Regions from separate parts of the Mus musculus genome. Here region 1 is linked to region 2. The links are chromatin contacts, called in public Hi-C maps. All regions are on one chromosome and are shown on one strand. The core of a region is the stretch at or near the end of the contact, and the rest is flanking DNA. Distances in the headings are between cores, read along the strand shown. Region 1 overlaps Ank3 (ankyrin 3, epithelial). Region 2 has its middle 81 kb from the start of Ank3.

Region 1 (6,995 bases), core at 2,058-4,557, 270 kb after region 2:
CCTACTTTTCTTCCTCCTCCTCTTCTTCCTACTTTTCTTCCTCCTCCTCTTCTTCCCCTTCTTCCTCTTCCTCCTCCTCTCCCTCCCCTTCTTCTTCCTCCTCTTCTTCCTACTTTTCTTCCTCCTCCTCTTCTTCCCCTTCTTCCTCTTCCTCTTCCTCCCCTTCTTCCTCCTCTTCTTCCCCTTCCTCCTCCTCTTCTTCCCCTTCTTCCTCCTCCTCTTCTTCCCCTTCTTCCTCCTCCTCTTCCTCCCCTTCTTCCTCCTCTTCTTCCTACTTTTCTTTCTCCTCCTCTTCTTTTTCCTTTTCTTCTTCCTCCTCTTCCTCCTCCTCTTCTGCCCCTTCTTCCTACTTTTCTTTCTCCTCCTCTTCTTTTTCCTTTTCTTCTTCCTCCTCTTCCTCCTCCTCTTCTGCCCCTTCTTCTTTTTCCTCCTCCTCCTCTTCCTCCTCCTCCTCTTTCTCTGTATTTAATGGAGTCTACATTTTGTCACTGCAGAAAAATACTACCCAGGACAGTGGCATTCCATCTTTTCTGTAAGCCATGAGTCTCTGGTTCCATCTTGTGCCATTCTCCCAAGAGCATGTAGCAAGCCCCACTTCCCCTCTTTAAGGGGAAGGGTCAATCCAATATCCCCAATGGATGGCTGAAACCACAGATGGTATCTACTACGTATGTATACTGTGTTGTTCTATCACGTGCATAGCTATGTGAAAATTTAATTCGTGATTTGAATACAGTAAGATTGACAACAGATAGTAAACGAGATAGAATTACATGACATAAATGTGCCAGCATCTCCACCCTTGCACCCCAGAGCTATTTCTAACTCAAACAAGGGCTCCATAAATACAAGTGCTGTGACTACCAAACACACAGCAGTTAAGATGATGCCTGAGAAGGGGGCAATAATGATGGCAGGTAGCCTATACAAGGCAGACATGATCCACTGGGGAACAGTCTCCCGCTCTGCTGGGCATCACCAGGCCTGGTCCTCAGCAGAAGCAGGGCAGCCTGAGATCTCACCACACTACTTAGAGTTCTCCACCATTTACAGTGCATGGGTTGTTTATGTGTGGACATATTTAGTACTATTTTGGCTTGGGATTGGTGGCTGGCAAATGGAAAGGTAGAACATAAGAAGACCGCATCTGCCTGGTACAACTGAATGAGCTACAGAGCGGGGGTTTATACATCTCACCGGCCTCTGCAGCACTCTCAGCTCTGCCTCTGTGACAGCCACCCACCCCTTCTGCCTGTCACTACAGGCTGCTGTCCCCTTTCCTCTGAGAGTCTAGCTAGTTATCATTACTATTATTTCTTCTGATTTCTCTAGCATCTCTAGACCGTTTATACACAAACACTTCTGTCCTGACTCTCTCTCTCTCTCTCTCTCTCTCTCTCTCTCTCTCTCTCTCTCTCTCTCTTTGCTTTTACCCTGACTCTCTAACTCCTTGGGTCAGGTCTCTCACCTGCTGGCCCTCCTGTTTATGATTGCTTTGAACTTTGACCTTCCTACTGCCCGCCTCACCTTAGCTACCTACAGGAAGTATACTTAAAACTTCTAAACCCACAGCCTTACAGGGCCTGGCTGGCATCTTCTACCGGTCAATGAGGTATTTGATTCAAAGACACGGGCTCATGAGTGCGTTCGGATTTAATTATCGGGGCAAGTAAATTTAAATTTGTTTTGATTGTTTGTTTTGCTCTAACCCCTCCTGAATTATAGGCCAGGGATGAACCCCGTGGTAGATTATTAAATCCCAAGGGGTCAGTGTATTCCTACTTGAGTTCTCATGTCCCACCTAGAAGGCCTTGACTGCCGTTCATTTGGGAAGCAATGTGCTGGAATGGCTACTGTGTTCTGTGACTTCATTGTCTCGTGTGAGAGAGAATACTATTCACATCACTGAGACAACAGACAAGATTTCAGTCTGTTTTGTAGTGAATGCTGGGTTCTAAATCTCCACGGCAGGCATCACACAAATTCGATGTAATGTATTCCTGATGGTCTTCGCGGAGTACAGGCTAAAATCGATTGTTCGGTTACTTCATTAGAGCGGATAAATGGATAACTTCATTTATTTTATGTGGGTGGAGGGGGCTAGCGTCGAACTGTACGGGATCCACACAAAGGACGAGCGCATCTGCTGTGAAGGAGAGGGAGGTGCATGGAAAATCCTCAGTCTCTGAAGTCAGGGAAGCATAGAGGGAGGAGGGAGCCTCAGGGTCACTCAGCCGGGGCCTCTCCGTCACCAAAGCTCAATCTTCATTAAGAATCTTTCATTAAGTCTGCATATGAATTTTCCATGAGTGAAAATACCCTACTCTAACACAGTCCACCTCTGAGAAACTCATTGTTACAATGTACTCTCTTTTTTTTAAAGTATAATTTTCTAAAAGATTTATTTATTATTATATGTAGCTACACTGTAGCTGTCTTTAGATACCCCAGAAGAGGGCATCAGATCTTATTACGGATGCTTGTGAGCCACCATGTGTTTGCTGGGATTTGAACTCAGGACCTTTGGAAGAGTAGTCAGTGCTCCTAACTGCTGAGCCATCTCTCCAGCCCCTACAGTATACTCTCTTATTCAATACTAAACCAAGTACTTACTTAGTTGCATCCACCTGTATTCTGCTGTTTACATAGTGAGGGCAGTTACTTATGGGCACCGTTGCCCCTCTATGCTGAACATTCCTTATATCTCTAGACATAGTCACGAGACTCTTCATCATTCTCCAACCCCACTCAGCCATGATGTGATCCTCAGAACTGAAAACAATACCTCATGTTCATGGTATACAGCCTGTGACAGATTGAGACTGTATGGCCTTCAGGTTGTCTGCTTTCCCTAGACAGGACCAAGAACCCAGTCCTTTTGGGGGGAAAGGCAATTGAGAGCCCTTTAAGTCCACTCTCCCATGAGAGGCGTTTCTGTTTCTCAGATGAGGTTTACCCTTTTTCCTTAAAGCTTAGATTTATCTTACACGTGATGCAGACACACATATGTTTGTAACCAGACAGGAACATTCGTCAGCACGGTCATCCCCCTGTATGAAAGCTGTGCTTTACCCAGGTGCTACATCATCTCATTTTCTGTTGTAATTTCTCCTAGGGTTTTTGTTTGTTTGCTTGCTTTGTTTTGTTTTGTTTTGTTTTTTCCTCATTTGTGGAAATACTTGTTCTAAATAAGTATTAAGTGCCAGCCATACACATTACATTATTTTGCTCCCCTTCTCTTCCTACTGGGCTTCTGTTTCAGCTCCCATTTTTCATTCGGCTCCCACCCCTTGCCATCTTTACCACAGGAGTAGTCTCTGGAACAGATGGACACATTTTAGTATCAGTTGGATACCAGAGAGAAACAGATTATGTTATGTATTACAATTTACCAAGGCTGATTTTTATATACTTCGGACTAACCAATTGAATAGGTAGACAATTGGCTCTTTGGGGGCTAGACTTTAGGGATGGAGTCTTTAGAAACTAGCAAGTAGAGGGGATTGTTTTCGCCCAAACAAGTAGAAATGACAAGGGCCTAAATGAATCATTTGTAGTGATGAAGTTAATATGGAACACGCACTGTTTTGACACAGAACATTTCAGTGAGGCAGATCTTTCTAGGTCCTGGGGATTCCAGGAGAAATGAACCATGTGTAGCTGTTTGGGGACTGGTGGTCCTGTAAGGGAGTCAGACTGGTGTAGAAGACAGAAGGCGAAGTTTATGATTAATAGAGGCAGTAGAGGAAGTAAGTAGGCATGTAGGAGGACATAGGCCAGAGAGCCGCTTGGAGACTGAGGGAGTCCTCAAGGCTAGTCATGTGAGAACAGAGGTAGATCATGGTTGGCATACCGGCTCTCTGAATACGGAGAAGAGGAGAAAGGTTGGCGCAGAGGATGGAAGGAGGGGCTAGAGGCTGCCCTGGGAGGGGATGCAGAGGGTTGGCTCATCTCCGGGCCATCCCTTTCTGCTTTCCCCTGCTAGAAACAGTTGCAAAGAACGATTTGGAGGTAGGAAGTACTCTGTGGTATCAGGTGCTCACTGTGAACTTGGTCGTATGACTTCTCAAATGTCAGTCGGTTTTCAGGAGTTGGAATAAAAGCCAGAGCCTTTCTGAGTAATTAACCAGTAACCTGGACAGCAATAACTGAGCTGTTCTGAGGTACACTGAAATCATAGATGTTTGATTCAGAGGCCATTCATTGAGTGTGAAGAGTGAACAGTTGAAATAACTGATTATGATAGTTGTCTTCAGTCTTCCTCCTCCTCTTCCTCCTCCTCTGCCTCCCCTTCTTCCTCCACTTCCTCCTCTTCCTCTGCCTCCTCTTCTTCCTCCACTTCCTCCTCTTCCTCTTCTTCTTCCCCTCCTTTTCTCTTCTTCTCATTTCTCCTTCTCTTCATCCCCTTCTTCCTCGTCCTCTTCCTTTTCTTTTTCCTTCTTTTCCTCTTGTCTTTTCCCTTCTCCTCTTCTTTCTCCCCTTCTGCCTCCTCCTCCTCTTTTTCTTGAAACAGGGTCTTACTAGGTAGCCCTGGCTGACCTAGAGCTTGCTATATAGACCAGGCTAACCTGGAACCCACAGAGATTCACCTACTGTTGCATTCTGGGAGCTGGGATTAAAGACATGTGCCACCAGGCACATCCTTTTAGCAGTATTTTTCAATTTTCCAGCACTCTGGGAATTCACCTTCCTCCCTACACCAAGCTCTTGTGAAGTCATCGTGCATTCCGAATGTATAATTCAAGTTCGAAGCCACACTTTAAGGATTCTAGTCAAAAATATTCATGTATGCTCAGTCGACCTTCATATAAGACATTTTTAGGCAAGCATACTGTCTTAGTCAGGGTTTCTATTCCTGCACAAACATCATGCCCAAGAAGCAAGTTGGGGAGGAAAGGGTTTATTCAGCTTACACTTCCACGTTGCTGTCTATCACCAAAGGAAGTCAGGACTGGAACTCAAGCAGGTCAGGAAGCAGGAGCTGATGCAGAGGCCATGGAGGGATGTTACTTACTGGCTTGCTTCCCCTGGCTTGCTCAGCCTGCTCTCTTATAAAACCCAAGACTCCCAGCCCAGAGATGGTCCCACCCACAAGGGGCCCTCCCCGTTGATCACTAATTGAGAACATGCCCCACAGCTGGATCTCATGGAGGCATTTCCCCAACTGAAGCTCCTTTCTCTGTGATAACTCCAGCTGTGTCAAGTTGACACACAAAACCAGCCAGTACACTTACCTAGTACTTTAAACAAAAAAATTTAAAGTTGTGTATATATGTATATATATGTTTGTGAATATACATACACATATGGTATATAAATATATAATATTGTATATATTTTATAAACATATATGTATATGAGACCTTAATTTTATGTATGTATGTGTGTATATGTGTGTATATTATGGTCCTAAACACAGTAATGAATTCTGTGACCCAGACTTTGTGATTTGTTTTCTAGTTCTTTCTCTTTTTCTAAGTGTGCTTCTGTGTCTGTTCATGATTTAATTCCATCAACACGAGAGCTGTTTATCAGAATTATTCATAGCTATTAGTTCTGTCAGAAATTGATAAATAGATATGTGACCGGGTGAAAACACTTAACTGAGAGAGTCATAGTGAACTAATACTCACAGTTCACTTGCGCGCTCATGTGTGTGTGTGTGTGTGTGTGTGTGTGTGTGTGTGTGTATGTGTGTGTGCGTATGTGTGTGTTTGTGTGTATGTGTGTGTGTGTGTGTGAGACGTAGACATACACGTGTGCTTGCTATAGATGAGAATGGGTGTGTGCATGCCACAGCACGTGTATGGAGACCAAGTGACAGCTTTGGTGTTGGTATCCCTTCATCCTGTTTGTCCCAGGATGCTTTGTTGTTCCCCGTTGTCTGTGCCAGGCTTGCTGGCCCTAGAACTTCTGGGAATCCTCCCGCCTCCCATCTGTCGGGTAGCAGCTCTGAGAATACAGATGCCTGTGACCACCCCTGCCTTTATGTGAACTCTGAGGATCTGAACTAGGCTGTCAAACTAACACAGTGAATACTTTATCTGCTGAGCTATTGCCCTAGCCCCACAGTTCATTTGTAAGATAGGTGACCACCACATATTGCAGAACATAGGTATGTTGAGGAAATCCTGTGGATGAAATGATTATAAGAGATACGATGGTGCCTGGTAAATTTAAATAACTTGTTCTAGTTATACTAATTGTGCATTTTGTACAATCGAGGCAAACGAGCAGAATTTCTTGACCCGACCTTTTTCACAGCTAGTCTATGTCCAGAACTGCTGGGCCAGGACTGTCCTTAGAGTTGTATTATTAATGTTGAGAGAGTTTCTTTAATTGGAAGGTAATTTAAATACTTCCTAAGACACTGGTTCTAAATGTTAATCGATTTTGACAAATCTACCACCCAGAACACACCGGAGAACATCTCAGCCCCCTAAAATTTTCTTTCCCCGCTCTGCCAGTTTCAAATCTCCCCTTCACTAGAAGCAGCCATCGAAGGTTTCAGCTTGGCTTAGAATCTGAGTGTTCATGCTTAAAAGTGATATGTCAAAAAGATGCATTATGGAAGAATCTTTACATCTGGGTATATCTTTGAAAGATATTAAGACTAATTCAGATTGGGTGCTGGTGGCTCATGCCTTTAATCCCAGCACTCAGGAGGCAGAGCCGGGTGGATCTCTGAGTTTGGGGTCAGCCTGGTCTACAGAGCTAGTTCCTGGACATTCAGAGCTATGCAGAGAAACTCTGTCTTGAAAAACAAAAACAAAACATAAGAATCCAGGAATATTTTCAGAGCCTGTGAGATGGTTCAGGAGGTGAAAGTATATGTGTGACGATCTGAATTCAGTCCATGCCCAGAACCTGCTTACAAAAGCTGGGTCCAGTGGTATGAATGTATAACCCCAGCCCTCCTGGGAGGAGATGGGAGGTGGAGATCTGTGAGTTTGCTACTTAGCCAGTCTAGCCAATCAGTGAGTGCCGTATTCAGT
Region 2 (6,530 bases), core at 1,840-4,339:
ATACATACATACATGCATACATATATACATGGTATATATTTTTGAGACAGGACCTCTATTCCCCAGCATGACTGTAACGTGCTGTGTGATGGAAGATGACTTTGAATTTTCTTACATACTAGCTGCTGGGATTGCAGCTGTGTACCACCATCCCTGGAGAATACAGCACTGGAAATTGAATCCAGAGTTTTATTTGACTCTACCAACCAAGTCACAGACCCAACCCTTCATTCATACATACATACATATATATCATATATGTATATATATTATAACATATATTATATAATACATATTACATTATACATTTATATTTTTTCATGAGAGTAATTTTGGAAGTTCTGAAGTGAAGATGAGAATTAGAACGTTGTGATGAGCTAACATTGCTAAACTCTCTAGTGGGCACAGTACGTTGATGCTTTTCCCAGAGAAGAAACTGAATTCCAAATCCTCCACAGTGTCCTTAACTGGTGACAGAAAAATACTTAGAGTCATAGGCACCAAGAGCACCATGTCGTCCCTCTCTTTTATTTCATGTTCGTGGTACATTTTCTGATGTTTGTTTGTACCCACGTCACCTGCTTCCTTAGCCAGCGTGTCCTATTTATCATCGTTTCTTTAGAAGGACCTAGCTAGCATTGGGGAGATGGGGGAATGTTTTTTGTAATGGTCAGAGAGTAAATCATGTAAGAATCACAGACCAGTGTATCTCAGCCTTCCTAATACACTTGCCTAATAAACTTCCAATGCACTTCCTCATGTTGGGGTGACCCCCAACCATAACATTATTTCATTGTTACTTTGTAACCGGAACTGTGCTACTGTTTGTAATGTAAATATCTGATATGCAGGATATCTGATGTATAACCCCCGTGAAAGGGTCATTCGACCCCCCAAAGCGCTCACAACCCATATGTTGTGAACCACTGGCGTAGACTCCTCTAGAACTTGACTCTGCTACTGCAGCTCAAGGTTAAGTCCAGTTTGCAAATGAGCCACCTCCCTTGGTTCTGTTCCAATACAACTTTATAAAGACAGGTAGCAGACTGGGTCTGGCCAGTGCTTGGGGACCCCAGTCTTCAAGTCTGACAGTTTTAACCACCAGGGCAGGCTGTCCAGTAGAGAGCATCGATCCTGGCCTCAGTGGCTCTTTGTATGAATGTTTGTATCCTGCTTCTGTTTTCTAGCCAGGAGGATTAAGCAGAAACTCCTACCTACTCTAGACATTGGGGCCTCGGGCCGTCTCCCTGCAGAAAAGATAGCAGAAGTTGATGGAACTGAGCCGAGCCTCCCCTTAGAGTAGTGGCTCTTAACATTTCCTAATGCTGAGACACTTTAATACAGTTCCTCATGGTGTGGTGACACCCCTCCCCAACCGGAAGATTATTTTCATTGTTACTTAGTAACTGCAAGTTTGCTACTATAAACCACATTGCAAGCATCTGAATTTCTGATGCTCTTAGGTGACCCCTGTGAAAAGGTCGTTCCACTCCCTCAAAGAGGGGGGACCCGTTCCCTTAAAGCATCTTTTAGAGGCCACACCTAATTGCACAGGGAGCAGGGAGGTTCAGTCCTCTCGTGAGCCTAGAGGACAAGAGGCAGGTGCTGCCTAATGACCGGGAGCATTCTGAGAAGTGAGTCCTTGTGCAAACAGCCAAGTGTGCACTCACGCTAACCTGGGCTGTGTAGGTCAGTCACTTGACCCAGCTTCTTGATGCAGTCAAGAGACAAGGCAAATATGAGATGTGAGGCTGAGCCAGAGTCAACCTATCATATGGCCTTAGGATAAATATTGTTTAAAAAATGCAGGTAGGGAAGGTTACTCCAAGGACACACAGTATCAGTTTGATGAACTCAAATCAGTAGCATTGTTACAAAGTATTAGCACTGTTAGTAGTATGTGTCACTTTCATATGCCTGCCAGGGCTGCAGAGTTAACTGGGGGCAGTATTGCCATAGTTGGCAGAGGAGGAATGTTTTGAACCAAGGGGTTACAGTGGCCAGCTGATGAACATAACCATCTGCAGACATCTTTGAGGTATGTGTCTGTGGCACCAGAACTCAAGGTCACCCTTGGCTACAGGACATTTGGGGCCACCCTGGGCTACATTTGCCCCAGTTTCAATAAAGAAACCAAGAGATGGTGTTTAACAAGACCCAATGGCATAAATTGGTTTCATGTTAGACATTGTTAGTTTTGAAGGATTTCTAAGTTTTTATATTCTACCTTCTGTTGTCTCTTCTTAACATACGTATATATGGTTTTACAGGAAATCCTAGTCTTATAAAAATACTTAGATATTGTCAATTATTAACATATTAAGTGGCAACTACGTTGGAGTAACTATTACTGTTCTAATCAGTGATTTGTGTAAAAAACTATCAAATTAATTTTGTGTTACATGGGCTGAGAATGTAGCTCAGAGGGCTTGCCTCGCATGTACAAAAAACATGATTTTAGCCTCAGGACCACCTGAGCCAAAAGTGATGGTGTATGTCTATAATCCCAGTTCTGTCAGTTTCTGTGGAGGTGGAGGCAGGAGGATCAGACCAGAGATTCAAGGTTTCCTCAGGTATATAGTGAGTCTGGGGACAGCTTGAGCTACATAGAATCAGGTCTCCAGAGAGATGGAGAGAGAGAGAGAGAGAGAGAGAGAGAGAGAGAGAGAGAGAGAGAGAGAGAGAGAGAGAGAGAGAGAAAGAGAGAGAGAATATCACGTCAGCCAGTAGATGGCACTGTGGTGTCATGCTTGAAGAGAAGCTACAGGCGTGACCATTTGTCCTCACTGCAATCTGGCACAATTAAGGCAAAAATGACTTCATATTTCATTTAGAAAAATACAATTTAATAAACAAGCAGATAGGCTTTAACAGAGTTCTGGCAAGCCTTTCTTCCTTGTTTATAACCAGCATCCCCATTGCCTTTGGTGTCTTAGCTTTCCCCGAGGTTAAGCATGTCTTCTTCACCCCGTTCCGTGTATAAACCCAATTACTTGACCACGAGTGTTGCAGTTTACAAGCACCCAGATGTTTTACTGTTATCATTCCTTCGGTTCAAAGTATATCCATGAAAAAGTTTGTGTGGTCTATGATGACACACACATGTATGTATATATGTCTATGTATGTACACATGCACCGCCCTCCCCCTCCCCCACTACAGTTTCAGCCAGCTGCAGAGTATAATATGTTACAAAGTCTAAAATACCAGGGCTAGGACCTAGCCCAAGTTGTAGTGTGCAAGCCCAGCATGCAAGAGTCTCTAGATTCCATTCCCAGCACATATAAAATTGTGTGTGACTGCACATAACCCCAGCACGTGGGCAGTAGAGGCAGAAGGATCAGAAGAAGGTCAAGGCACTTCTTGTCTACCTAGCTGGAGTCCAGATCCTAGTTCAAATAATAAAACAAAGTAAGTTTCCATGAAAGTACTCCCTGCAGGTCTCTTCTGCATGTCCTGCCTGCTGGCACTGCGGTCCACAGCAGCGTGGCTCGCTCTGAGCACTCTGCGCAGACTCTCTTGGTAGCTTCAATAGGGATGTCCGGAGAACACCGCCTAGACTCCTCTTCCTTGCTCTTTGCAGCTTCTCTGGTACTTCTCGGCTGTGGCTGTCGCGGTGCTTGCTTTCTTGGCTGTGGTAGTGTATGCTGACCCACATTCCCTCTTTTCCAGAAGGGACAACTCCCTGAATGTTGAAGTCCCACGGATCACAATGACCTCCCACAGTTTTCTTTCAATCCAGAAATCAAGTCTTTGGCTCTCTCCATCTTGGGGTCTGCATGAGGGGGTTTGCATTTTGACAAATGATACAGGCCCCAAACCGGGGCACTCCATATTTTCCTCCCACAAAAAGCTTTCTGAAAGCAAACTCACTTCTCAGGATATTCCCAGATTTCTCGTGGCTCCATAAGTCCCAGATCTTCAACACTGTCCTGTGTGATCTGTCCTCAGTTTGAGCATTCCTCGCATCTTGTGGGTGTCAGCCTCAGCAGGCTTTTTATCTAATTTGCTACACAGGCCTTTGGCAACCAACCTGTAGACCTTGGGGCACACTCTCCTTTCTGCCTGGTGTTCCCCATGCAGCACTGCATGAACTTGGCCACGCCCACTGTTAGTCACATGTCCCCACAAACTCCTCCCCTGTCCTCCCAGGTGACCTGGGGTCTTCCTTCTGTGGCAGATCCTTACCTAGTTCCTATCTATTCCAGCACATTTTTCCCCCCTCAGCTCTGAATGCGTTTTTGCACACTGCCGTTTTCTGCGGTGTGATAGGCCACGCAGTGCAGTCTGACCAGCTGGCTCTCTGTTGTATTCCCAGCAACCTTCCGGGGACGGCCGGGCTGGCATCCACTTACTGAGAACTGTGGGAAACAAGTGTCTCAGGGCGTGAAAAGGCCAGTGATGTTCACTTTCTGAACCATAGCACCTCACTGAGAATTCATTTATTTTAAATGTGGCAGGTGGTGATGGCACACGCCTTTAATCCCAGCACTTGGGAGGCAGAGGCAGGCAGATTTCTGAGTTCGAGGCCAGCCTGGTCTACAGAGTGAGTTCCAGGACAGCCAGGGCTACACAGAGAAACCCTGTCTCGGAAAGCCAAAAAAAAAAGAAAAAAAAAAAAAAAAGAAAAGAAAAGAAAAAAATCTTAAATGTGAATAATGGCAAAAAATACTGTTCTGAGAGATTTGTTTGAAATTATTCATATGCAAGCGAACCTTTGGAATACCAACTATTTTATAAGTAATAGCTTAACCTTTTAAAGATTGTTTTTTTTTTTAATAGAATGTGTACAAATTTTAAATTTTGATGATGATTAGCTACTGTCGATGATATCAGCTAATGCAGTGGGAACATGCACATTGTCAGCTTGGCCAGACTTAGAATCATCATGGAGATAGACCACTGGGTATGTGCATAAGGATGTATAACCGAGGAAGAAAGCGCTGCCTTCAATGTGGGCAGCACCGCAGGCTGGCATCCTAGACTCAGTCAGACTGAGCACCGTTGCTACTCTCTGCTTCCCGACTTCAGATCCAATGTCCTGAGCTGTCTCACATGCCTTCCCCGAAGCAAAGGACTGGAGCCCTCCACTGGTGACTCAGAATAAATCTTGCCTTCTTTTAAGTTGCTTTTGAAAGGTATTTTGTTACAGCAACAATAAAAGTGACTAATAGAGACGACAAGTTCTTGGGCATCATGTCATTTGGATATATGAGATGTATGTGTATATGCTAGCCCTCACTCCTATAAATAGTCTCAAATTCAGTGAAAGGCATTAAGATACTTGTATTTTTAAAAATCTTATCATTTTCCCAGTAATTAAAATGGCAGCCCTAATCAAGCCCACAGACGACAATTACTCCTAAAATATACCTGAGTTCTGTGTCTAAATTTGAGCACTCCAGGAAAGCAGCAATAGCTCACCACCTTTCAAGCAAAAACTGTCTAAGCTGGGCCTCTATTAAAGTGCATTTTTCTAAATCAACATCCATGGATAGCTTTTCTTGCTGATTGAAAAACTGTTTCTTCAAATAATAGGTATGGAATACCTCCTTGCCACATGGCTTGCAGTTACTGAGACACACTGAAGTCTCTTCCTTTAGCTAATCTACAAGAGGAAGTGGCTGAGCAAAGAGGGCCAGCATGTGTGTATGTGAACATGTATGTGCATGTATTGTGTGTGTGTACATGTGTGTGCATGTATTGTGTGTGTACATGTGTGTGCATGTATTGTGTGTGTGTATATTTGTGTACATATGTGTATATGTTTGTGCAGGTATGTACGTGTGTATGTGTGTATGTTGTGCTCATGTGTGCGTGCATGCATGTGTGAGTGTGTGTGTAAGTGTGTGCATGGACAGTTAGTCACCAAAACCAGCCCCAGCCTGCTTTGAAAGGTCCGAACCGTGACTGGGGAGTAGTCCCATAAATCTTTCCGCTGCATTCCCCTCCCTGATAGAAAATGAGGTACTTTAAAAGATAATTATGTCTTCATTTGGCTCAAAGAACAATTTCAAAATCCTTCTGGTTTGATTTAGAGATGTCTTTATTCTTCTGCTTAGAAACTGAGCAGCGGAGGGAAAGTTTCTGCAGCCACCCAGTGGAAATTACTGAAAGTTTGTTTGTTTGTTTGTTTGTTTCGCGCTGTGCAGAAGCCATTTAATAAGTAAGCAGGAAGCACTGACTGCCATGGTGGCACATGCTGCTAATGCAGTACTCTGAAGGAGGAGGCCTGAGGGCCATGGGTTCAAGGCAAACCTTAACTACACAGAGAGTTTAAGGCCAGCCTGGGCTACCTAAGACCCTCCCTTAATAAACATAGAAGAGGGCAAGGATTAAGAGCATCACCCTGCCCATTTATTGTTTGAGGAGTCCCCTCCAGAGATAGGCCCTGCCTATGGAGCCAGTGACAGTCTGGAAGAGAAGATCATGGCAAGAGAGTAGACCTCATCTTATATCCCGTGCTTGCTTCTCTGGAGAAAAACGCAGATGTGTACAGCATGAGTTGGCTGAAGTCTTCTGTTAGGACC

The links. A called contact is a pair of places that touch in the nucleus more often than the background predicts.
Region 1: a contact with region 2 is called in a Hi-C map of the N1E-115 cell line, with 4 times the contacts expected there. The contact joins two enhancer-like sites. A contact is called at or near these places in 1 of 15 datasets of contacts at CTCF or cohesin (the NIH/3T3 cell line) and 5 of 484 Hi-C or Micro-C datasets (the N1E-115 cell line, cerebral cortex, cortical neurons and 2 more).

The regions. Positions count from the first base shown.
Region 1 is chr10:69,723,159-69,730,153 of GRCm38.p6, forward strand. The region is part of intron 1 of Ank3 (ankyrin 3, epithelial); the gene reads left to right. Among named protein-coding and RNA genes, the nearest start is that of Gm33416, 140 kb to the right of the region's middle. Within about 2 kb of position 3,308, at least 5 of the 459 cell types and tissues checked have an H3K27ac peak or open chromatin away from gene starts, as enhancers often do. A contact at or near this core is called in the N1E-115 cell line, where this site is marked.
Region 2 is chr10:69,449,627-69,456,156 of GRCm38.p6, forward strand. No RefSeq gene overlaps it. Among named protein-coding and RNA genes, the nearest start is that of Ank3, 81 kb to the right of the region's middle. Within about 2 kb of position 3,090, at least 10 of the 459 cell types and tissues checked have an H3K27ac peak or open chromatin away from gene starts, as enhancers often do. A contact at or near this core is called in the N1E-115 cell line, where this site is marked.